Linked DNA regions of Hordeum vulgare: region 1 is linked to region 2. Evidence: chromatin contacts called from public Hi-C data. All regions are on one chromosome and are shown on one strand. Each heading gives the region's core, a stretch centred on a gene start, on an enhancer-like site or on the middle of the called end of the contact. The rest is flanking DNA. Distances are from core to core; before and after follow the strand shown.

What was found. A called contact is a pair of places that touch in the nucleus more often than the background predicts.
Region 1: a contact with region 2 is called in a Hi-C map of leaf, with 4 times the contacts expected there. The contact joins the promoter of LOC123441955 here to the promoter of LOC123441926 in region 2. A contact is called at or near these places in 2 of 6 Hi-C or Micro-C datasets (leaf and seedling).

What each region holds. Positions count from the first base shown.
Region 1 is chr1H:420,389,063-420,394,554 of MorexV3_pseudomolecules_assembly, reverse strand. LOC123441955 (pentatricopeptide repeat-containing protein At1g43980, mitochondrial) reads right to left here and starts at 2,956. Exons shown (of 4, transcript XM_045118136.1): 1 at 521-2,956; 2 at 387-399; 3 at 1-292. The coding sequence starts at 2,833. The coding sequence ends at 710.
Region 2 is chr1H:420,250,284-420,255,314 of MorexV3_pseudomolecules_assembly, reverse strand. LOC123441926 (sister chromatid cohesion 1 protein 1-like) reads right to left here and starts at 3,104. Exons shown (of 20, transcript XM_045118102.1): 1 at 2,931-3,104; 2 at 2,658-2,726; 3 at 2,492-2,550; 4 at 2,315-2,359; 5 at 2,190-2,209; 6 at 2,016-2,092; 7 at 188-284; 8 at 1-60. The coding sequence starts at 2,983.

The sequences.
Region 1 (5,492 bases), core at 1,707-4,206, 140 kb before region 2:
TATAACCTAGTACTCCCTATACACTCATTTCAGCGTCAATTAATTCCGGACGAAGGTTGTACTTATTTAGTTTTCTGAATTGATCTGCCAAGATATGTTGCAACTTGCAAGAAGCAACGGCACCTTTGGAAACTTAGTATGACCTTTCTTTGATCGTCATGCTGCCAAACCCCATGTCAGGTAAGCTCTCCAAATGCTTATCACTAGCATCGGTTGTAGATAACCCCATAGGTGCTTGATGGCAGTTGCCTGCCCTACTCCTAATTGGATGCCATCCACGTGCAATTCTGACCTGTGGTGGCATCGACAAGGGCATGTAAGTATCACACTAAGTACCCGCCCAATGGCAAAATCCTATACAATTCTAACAAGAGATCACCACCCACCTGCGCACAAGATCTGTAGCAAAAAGATGTGAAGTGAATTAATCAGTCTGTAAGACAACATGACGTCAAGTAAATTAATCAATCTATAAGACAATATACTATACACATCACCATATATGAACACGAAGTAAAACCTGATCACTGTTCTTTGCCAACATACTGGATGGCCTGATTTCTGCACTCTCTCGGGATAATGTCTTTTTCTTGATGCTCGTAGTGCTTGCTTAACAATCTGTAGCTTAAGCTGCCTTGCTATCAAGTCAAGGTAACCACATGACCACTGTGAGACGGTCCTAGCTGAATAATTACGTTAGTTGCACAGCTCACAGAGTGCAATCCAAGAACTGCGGATGGCAATCAAATCCCTTGTTCTTCTTGAGATCTTGTGTATGAATTGTACCAACACGACCAGGAGCATAAATGTGATCCATCATGTCCCAGAACAATAGATCTAAAACTGCATACGTAACTTCACTTCCTTGATGCAATATTTGTTCAGATGTAAACACATGAATTTCATTCTTGATGCAGAGCCAGCTACATTCCCCAACCTTCTTTGCACCTAAAGCTTCCATTGACCTCCACATCCTGGCCATGCTTTCCCACTTACATCTTGCACCATAGGTACGAGCCAGAACAGTGTACGGCAGTGATGACCGAGGCTTCAGTTTCAACATATTCTCTGCGATTGACTCTGCCATGGCAAAATCCCCTTGAATCATGCAAGCCTCAAGAATATTGAGGAGAGCAGCAGTATTGCACTTCTGCAACTTGTTCTGGACTAAATCTTCTGCCTCTCTAAACAATCCTGCACGGCTTAACATGTCAGCCACACATGCATAGTGCTCCAGGCCAGGCACGACATGGTACTTGGCTTTAAACAGGAAAATTATATCCATTGCTTCATTAACCAGACCCCCCAAGCTACAAGCAGATAAAGCTCCGAAAAGAGTAATTCTATCTGGCTTGACACCACAGTCCAGCATCCACCAAAACACTCCAAGAGCTTCCCTACCTCCCCCATTCCGCGATAGACCGATGATCATTGTATTCCATAACACCAAATCCTTGACACAAACACTGTCGAAGAGTTTCCTGGCATGCTTCAAGGAACCTAACTTACAATACATGTCAACGAGAGCAGTGGCAACAATCATATCATCCTCAAACCCACATTTATATACCAGCGTATGGATTTGAGTGCCCTGCTCCATCAGACCAAAACACGAACTCCATCTCAGCACGCTCGCAAAAGTGAACTCAGTTGGAAGAACAGCATTTCGCAGAGCAATCACAAAGAGGCCCAGAGCTTGCTCCATTAAACCACTCCTGGCATAACACGATATCATTGCGTTGCATGTTTCTGAGTCCCATTTTGTTAATCCCTCGAAAAGCCTGACAACATCAGGTAGTCTGTCAGACATGGACAACAGGCCGATAACAGCACTACAAATGATAGAATTGGACAGGAGTCCTGTTTTGACGCAAAGGGCCAAGAGCTGGTCACCCTTAGCGAAATCCTCGATATCTGTGCACGCGGTAAGCACCGTTGACACACTGCATTCGTCAACCGAAAGCCCATGGCTTCTAGTCAACCGGAAGCACTCAAACACTGCATTGCTTTGGCCATCATCCTTGTACACTGACATGACAGAATTCAGCGAAACGATGTCCAGTTCATTCATATTCCAAAAGACGCGCACGGCATATTCCAAGAGACCGACACGCCGATACATGTCAACAAGCGTGTTGCCCACTACGGCGTTGTGTTGGGCAGAGCCGTGACGGACGGCAGCTGCATGAACCTGCATCCCGTGGGGAGCAGAGCAGACCGCCGACGAGACAATGGAGAAGGTGAAGGCGCTAGGCCTGACGCCTAGCCCCCTCATCCTGCGCGCAAGACTGAGCGCCTCGCCGGCGTGCCCGCTTTGAGCGTAGCCAGAGATCATGGAATTGTAGGCGACGGTGTCCCTCATAGGCATTTCGTCGAACAGCCTGCGCGCAGCCGGGAGGTCACGGGACTTGAGCAGTGCGGCGAGGAGGATGTTGTGCGAGAAGCGGTTGGCTGCGTCGCTGGGCGCGTGGGTCAGCAGGGCGATGGCGGCAGGGGTGGCGCCGAGGCGGGAGTAAGCGGCGGCGAGGCAGTTGGCGAGGAAGGGGTGGCTGAAGAGGCGTGAGGAGCGGAGGAGACGGGCGTGGAGTGCCGCAGCGGCGGATAGGGAGGCGGAGCGGGCAAGGAGCGCTGAGAGGGCGGCAACTGTCGGATTGTCCAACAGCATTCGGCTGCCGTCGTCACCCTCCGGCGCCGACAAGGAGCTTTCCTGCCCCCTGCATCCCCGCCGGCGAGGCTGCGGCGCTCGACTCCGGTTGCTGCCGTGCTGGAGGAGCTTCGGTCCGGGGCCGGGTGGGGAGTCGTCGTCAGTCAGGATCGAACTGGGTAGGGACATAGGTTCGGTCAAAGATAGAGCAAGGGCAGGGAAGTTGATCACAGCTTATGTACGACCGGTAACCACAGTTGAAGCAGCATCACACGAAGAAAATTCTAGCCGCTATCTGTTGAATTCAAGTTTAATTAGACTAGCAGGCGGAAGGCGGCGCGTCCATGTACGAGTCCATTGTTGGCTAAGTTGCAACTTAATTAGTTGGTTCCTCCTGTTTACTCGTTATTATTCAAAAGTTTTACTAAGTAATGTGAGAAGATTACGAACGGTCAAAAAGAGTACAGATTGCTAGATCGATTACATTATTCACTCGGATGTTAACTCGGTAAAGCAATGTGATTTATCTTAAGGAAAATCATTGTTTTCAACCGACTGATTTCCGTCTCGCATCAACCGGCTGCTACGGGCGCCACGCGTCCTAGTGTGTTCGCCCACCTCCCAGCTTTATCTCCCCATCTGTAGACGAGAACCACTCAATTTCTCCGTTGAGCTCTATCCCCTTTCTCGCCCCCGCACCTCTCGCCATGGCTGTCGCCCAAGCTTCTCCGCCATGGACTGCTGCCCAACTGCTCAAGCTTCTCTGCTATGGCCTGCTGCTCTAAGCTCCAAGCTGCTGCCCAGTCTACACGCCGCTGTTGCATTGCCGAGCTCCGAGCCGATCTCGTCGGAGGCGGACGCTGCAATGTAACGTCGGAGACAGTTTGCCGACGTTGCATACGAGGTCGAGAACATTGCAGTGGAGCGGGCGTTGCTGCCGGTGGCGCAACACGTCGAGTATGACGGCACTGCAATGGAGCGGGCGCTGCTTCCGACGAAGCGGAGACGACGCTGCAATGGAGCAGGCGCTACTTCCGGCGGCGAGACGACATCGCTGCAATGGAGTGGGCGCTGCTTCCGGCGACGCGACGACGACGACGCTGCAATGGTTGAGCACTGCTGTCGATGGCGCTACAATGGAGCGGGCTGCGGCTCAGCAATGGAACAGACGGTGGTGCATGTGTCGACGACGCTGCAATGGAGCAGGCGACGGCGCTGCTGCCGGTGGCACTGTAATGGAGCGGACGGCGGCGCTGCTGACGGTGGCACAACAATGGAACGAATAGCGGTGGCAGTTGTGCTGCGAGGATTGCACCTCTGCGCTCACGCATGGCGTTACATCGACATGAGGACGAAGCAGGAGCGAGGTGTTGACCACATCTGAATCAGCCACGTTGTGTCCAGATCACAATGATCGGACGGCTCGCAAAGCGGTTTATATTTATATACTTTTCAGTCGGCTGATTGGTAGCAATTGCCTTATCTTAAAGATCAATATAAAACAACACAATGACATTAGACATACACATAAGCATAAAATGATTGTTGGACAACCCTATGGAGCGGCGCCGCACCTCCGTCTATGTATAATAAAAACTGTTACATGCATGCAATGATGTCACCAAGATTCATTTTAATTTTAAAATTTAAAAAGTTTTATCTACAAAACCGTTAATTCAATCGATGATCCGCTTTCATCAGTGACTTTCTCTCGACGAGTTCTTCGAAACTAGATCCCATATCGACATGTTCCGTCAACTAATTTTTTTCATCCATACTTGCCACATTTTTTGACCCCACTTGCCATATTATTAACCACTTACTTGCGTGGAAAAATAACTTAATTGACACTTTTAATGTTTTTCTACAAAACCATGTAACAGTTTTCATTATACATGATATAAAAGCATTGTCATAGGTTGTGTTTGTCAATTAAAATATGCAAACTTGTCACATTTACATAAAACTTTGCCAAAAAAACTATTTTTTGTGTTTGTTAGTTTAACTATGTCGAGTTATCATATTTATAAACGATGATCAAAAAAGATTTTTTATGCTCATCGATTTTAAATATGTTGAGTTGTCATATTTTTGCGCGTAATCGCCTAAAAAAATTGTTTGTGCTTGCCATTTTGATTATGTCTAGATGTCATATTTATACACAGTTTTTAAAAAATTTGGCGATTAAGTTATTTTTTATCAGACAAGTAAGTACTTACTAATATGACAAGTAAGTAAAGCAAATGTGGTAAGTACGAGCAAAAAAAATATGTCAAAACATGTCGACATGGGATCTAGTTTTGAAGATTTCATCGAAACAAAGTCAACGGCGAAAACGAATCATCGATCGAATTAACGGTTTAAGAGATAATTTTTTTTGAATTCGATCATTTAGAACGAATCTCATGACATCATTGCATGCATGCATGCATGAGAAGAAAGGATGCAAGCCGCTGCACGGAATGTCCATCATGCGGTGCTTCTAAATAGAATTTCCCATGATTGTTCTAAAAATCTGGACAATAAATAAGAAGGGTGAGATAATGGTATAGTTTTGTAAATTTCAGCATCGCTAAGGGCGTCGGCATCATCGAAGTACGCCTCGTCGTCATGGCCATTGAAGCATGCCTCGCAGCATCGCCACGGCCGTCCGCACCATCGAAGTACGCCTCGTCGTCATGGCCATTGAAGCATGCCTCGCAGCATCGCCACGACCGTCCGCACCATCAAAGTACGCCTCATCGCCTTGGCCATTAAAGCATGCCTCGCAGCATTGCAACGGCCATCTACACCATCGAAGTATGCATCGGCGCCATGGACATTGAAGCATGCCTCGCAGCATCGCCGC
Region 2 (5,031 bases), core at 1,855-4,354:
AGAGATGTCATCATCATCCAGGTTGACATTGACATACTGTTCATCCAAATCCTCCAGGCGCTGCACAAGCATGGATTTCAGTCAAGAGGAGTGCAGGCAATTCAGACAGAAGCTAGGAGACAGGAAATTCCATCCATGCATTTAATCAGAGTTCCAACTACCAGAATACACAGATGACAATGATTACCATTCCCCGGAACCTGGCAGTATCAGTATTTGTGAAAAGCACGGGCCGCTCCAGCTCCATATCCATCATGTTCTCTGGAAGTGTTACTGCTTCATACCTGCAAGAAGCAGCACTTTCAGGTAAAGATGACACACTGCTTTCTTAATCTTAAGACATGTCGTTCTCCGTAAAACCCTTTTGCACCCAGTCTATGCAAGAGAGAAGGTGTTCTGGTATGAAAGATCTAACAAAGAGAGCCAAACTCTCAAATATATCTCAATGGCAATGGTACAGTAGCAAGAGGTTAAATATCGCATTTGGAGTGCTAACAAACTTTCAAAGACGAGCGACAAGAGTGCGCGCTCTGAACATGACAGAATGTTAAGATATGTTAACAGTTCTCCAAGGTGATAAAGATACCCTCTGAACATAGCATTATTTCTCAAGTACCATACAGCCCCAGATCTGCTATAATTAGATCATCCAGTTCTCAAGAGATTGACTGATATCGAATAAGAAACCAATACCAAAATAATAAGTCAGCACTGAACAGCCCAAAACCAACTGATATATCACTGTCCCAGCCAGCCACCCCATTATTAAAATTGTTAAGACAACAAATGGACAAACTATGTATTAAAAAAGGCTGAGAAACTATAAAATGCATAAGGTCTTGCATATAATACACACACATATTGGCCGGCAAAAACACCCTGCAACCTGGAGCTGATTAAAATTGACAAACCCATACATAACATTCGGCAACATACAGAGACATAAATACCCGCATGAACCCTTGCATGAACAGCTATAACACCCAAACGACCCCCCTTAGCCAAAGTTGCAACCCATGAATTTAATCAAGCATTCAGAATATCAAGACAGGAGACACAAAATCATATGAAGATCTATATGAATAGCTGCTGCTCCAGAAACACAAGAACAGAGTCAAGTTACAGCAGGATCACACAGCAAGGACCCACGGCTAGGGTTGTGCGTCCCAGTTACATTTCACAGCATGGACCCGTGGCTAGGGCAGTGCATCCCAGTTATATTGCACACAATCAGTGATATGGCCTCATCAATAAAATTCTAGAAAACATCTGAAAAAGTAGTGCGTTGCTCATTGCAAAATCAGCACTGCACAATGCAGCACACACCAATAGTGACCAAGCAAGCTGACAGACTGACAGTGTGATTAGGCATCTTAGGAAATTTCATAAACACACAAAGTTAAGTTGTTGATACGGCCACTTTGTCACCTTGCAACAGCCTCCAATCTAAACCATCAGACTAAAACCACACGGCATATAAACACAGAAAGAAAGTTACCAAGCAAGCTGACAGAGTGACAGTGTTATTAGGCATCTTAAGAAATTTCATAAACACACAAAGTTAAGTTGTTCATAAGGCCACTTTGGCACCTTGCAACAGCCTCTAATCTAAACCATCAGACTAACACCACACGGTATATAAACACAGAAAGAAAATTCCATTTCCACAGAGAAATGGACACCAACTCTCCATCATCACCACACAAACACATTCAGAAACTTGTAGAAACATCTGAAATAATCACATGTCATTGTAAACTGAATACAGTAGAATGCAGAACACACCAATTGGTAGCAAGCAAGCTGGCAGAGACTGACATTGCTATTTCATAAACAGACAAAATTAAGCTGTCCATACATACAGCCACCAATACATAAGCTAACACCAGACGGTCTAAACACACAAAGAAAGCCCCATCTCCAGAGAGAAATGTAAGCCGGCTCCATATTATCACCACCCAAGCAAACACATTCAGAAACTTGTGGAAGGGCATGGAGACGGAGAGAGCACTCACTTGGCTTGAGCCTTGCCCTTGGGGAGCAGGGTGTGGTCCACGGCCGGCCTGATCTTCCATGCCTGGTTGAGCTCAATCTGCGGAGGAAATCAGCACAAGCGTAAACCCAACCACAAAACTACCAAGCAGGAAGGACGCAGAGGAACCGGGCATAAACTCGAGCTGGAGGTTTACCAGAAGACGGGACACATCATCTGCGAGGCCACAAATTTGCAAACGATGAGAATCTGAACAAATTTTTTGACAACAAGAGAAGAAAGTGCAGCAAGCAGCGAGGGGAGGGTAAGGGATGGACTGACCGTAGAGAAGCTTCACCTTCTTCTTGTACACGATCACCACGCCACCTGCTCATCACGGACGCCACCCAGACACACAGGCAAAGGCAACAAACGCGCGTCACATACATACTCGAATAGGAGGGAGAGCAAATCCGGCGAGGAAAGCAGCGAAATAATAATCCCCGAGGGGCGGCTCACCCATGAGGATCCCGGAGAGCCTGAGCGCCATGGGCACCGACGGGTTCAGGATCTCCTCGCTGCAGCGTCAGACACATGGCAGCACACGCGAATTAGAATCGCACAAGAACGGGCTACCGCGAGCTCAAAGCAGAGAGAAATCGGTCGTGTCGGGTGGGGAGCTCACCAGATCTTGATGATGTCGAGCTTGTCGAGCCGCCTCCGATTTATCTTGGCTTTGAACGTGGCGGCGATCCTGAGGAGGGGACAGGACAGAGGAACAGGGGAGCGTCAGAAGCGACGAGGATCCGCATTGGGAGCGTATCGAACGGGGGCCCCCGGAGACGCCCCGGACCAGGCAGGAATACGCGGGACAGGCGCAATCGGCGGCCGGCGGCCGCGACCGAGGGGGCCGAGGGGCGGCAGCCGGCGAGGAGGGAGGGGAGGGAAGGGGACGCACCATATCTGACCGAGCGGCGCCTTCCGCGCGAGGAGCTGGTGCGAGTAGAACATCCCGTCCACCGACGCCGCGGGGAGGTCGGAGGAGGGGAAGGCGACGCCGCGCTGCGGAGGACGAGCACGAGAGAGGGGTGACGGGCGGAGTGGGTGGGGGTTTTGGGAGGGGTTGCGGTGCGGTTCCGTGGGGAGGTGGGCTTTGTGTGCGTGTGTGTGTGTGTGTGTGTGGGAAGAAAGAGTGGCTGATCGGAGGAATGGTGCGCGCGCGGAGGGCAGTTTCGGTATTTCAGTTTTGCAAGTGTCTCCCCTAAGAAAGGCTAAATCGCGAATCAACCTCTCATGGAAAGGATTTCGAAAAAGAAACTGCTACAAATCAACCGGTTGATTGATTTGTTACAAAATTAAGTCGCCTCCACAGCCATCCGATTCAAATGCTCCCAGCCGCAGGATCGGGAGGCACCACTAAGCTCCCATAGCAGCATCACGCAGCAGTCTCCCATGGCAGCACCGTCGGGCCCTTTATTGCAACCTCGGCGGAGCTTCCGACGACCGCCGCGACGCTTCACTGCAACCTCGTTGGAGATTTAACGACCGTCCCGACGCTTCACTGCAACCTCGTCGGAGCTTCACTCCAACCTCGTCGGAGCTCGAACAACCGTTGGCGCTTCACTGCAGCTCCGGCGTCCCTTCATCGCAATCTCGGCGATGTTTCGTTGCAACGCCAACACCGACACGGTGGTGCTCCATCGTAGCACCCCGATGGCCGTCGGCGGGCGCTTCCCTGCAGCGTCTCCACCACCGCACGACCGTGCTCCATCACAACACCGGTTGTCCCGTCAAAGCTCCACCGCAGCACCCGACGGGCACCGGCAAAGCTTCACTGCACTGGAACGCGATGGTGACGGGGTGCTGGGATGAATCATGCGACGACGATGGCGGATATGGTGACACAACCTGACGGCGACGAAGATGATGTGACGCAACACAGAGAGGTTGTGGAGCTTTGGGGGATCGATGTTGCGGTGCTCCTCTCTTCCTTCTCCGACACCATCGTCGTCTACAGCTCCGGTGGCCACTACCAACAGCCCCGCGGGATCTCGCGCCGCCGTCCACACCATGCGCACAATTGCTCCCCTCGCAGGTACGACTCCTCGTCAAGTGGCAGCCATCGCAGCGCTGCGGCACCCCTCGTAGAAGCAGTAGCTCGCCGACGGGGGGTGGGATAGGTCAAGGACAGAGAGGCGAGGAGCTCAGGAAGAAAAGAGAGTAAGGCCGTAGTGGTAATGGAGAGAGAGGGGATCGGACGTCCCGATCCAGAGGAAGATGACAGCTTGGTCTGGGAAAAGGATAAGGTTACGGGGCAGTGCGGTGCATAGTTCCCACCGGGCACGTGTCAATCTTTTGAGGTGACTCACAGAAACAAGAAATCATCTGGTTGAATTAAAACGTTTCCCTTTTGAAAAGGCTTTTTTTTCGAGCAACTGTCTTCTCTCCATTACCCATTTTTGACAGGGGCAATACGTTCCTCATAATCCACCTTGGTCTTGTCAAGCAGATTAACGAGAATTTGCATTTCCTTGCCCTTCTAACTTCATTGTAACCATAGAAGTCGTAAAGCTTTTCCAAAGGTCCTTGAGGTAGATTCGGCTCTTCGATGTGGAGTGACTTTGGTTATCTTCATTATTCGTGGACGGATGAAATACTCGATCACATTCGAGTCTAGCAAGTGATCGAACGAAGCATCCCCAATATCTAAACTTGTTTGATACAACTTATTAGAGGGAGGCATTTTATCGTCCGCGTCATCTTCTGAATCTGGTCGGGTGAGGCATTTGGTGCAACAACAAAATTAGAGGCACTGTTTGGACCAACATATATCTAAACATGTTCTTTTGCTGGATGTTCTTCTTGAGCGATTTCTCCTGCAATAGTAGCAACGGCTGGTTCATGGAGTGAACTTCAATCTCAACCCGCATCGAGCCACTCTTCACATTCGTCTTTTTTTAGTTTCTTCAACAAACTGGCCAATAGAGTTGGTGAATTTGAAGATTCATCAATGTTGAGTCCACTAGCTTCACGAAGAAATTCTTCTGCAGACCCCCATG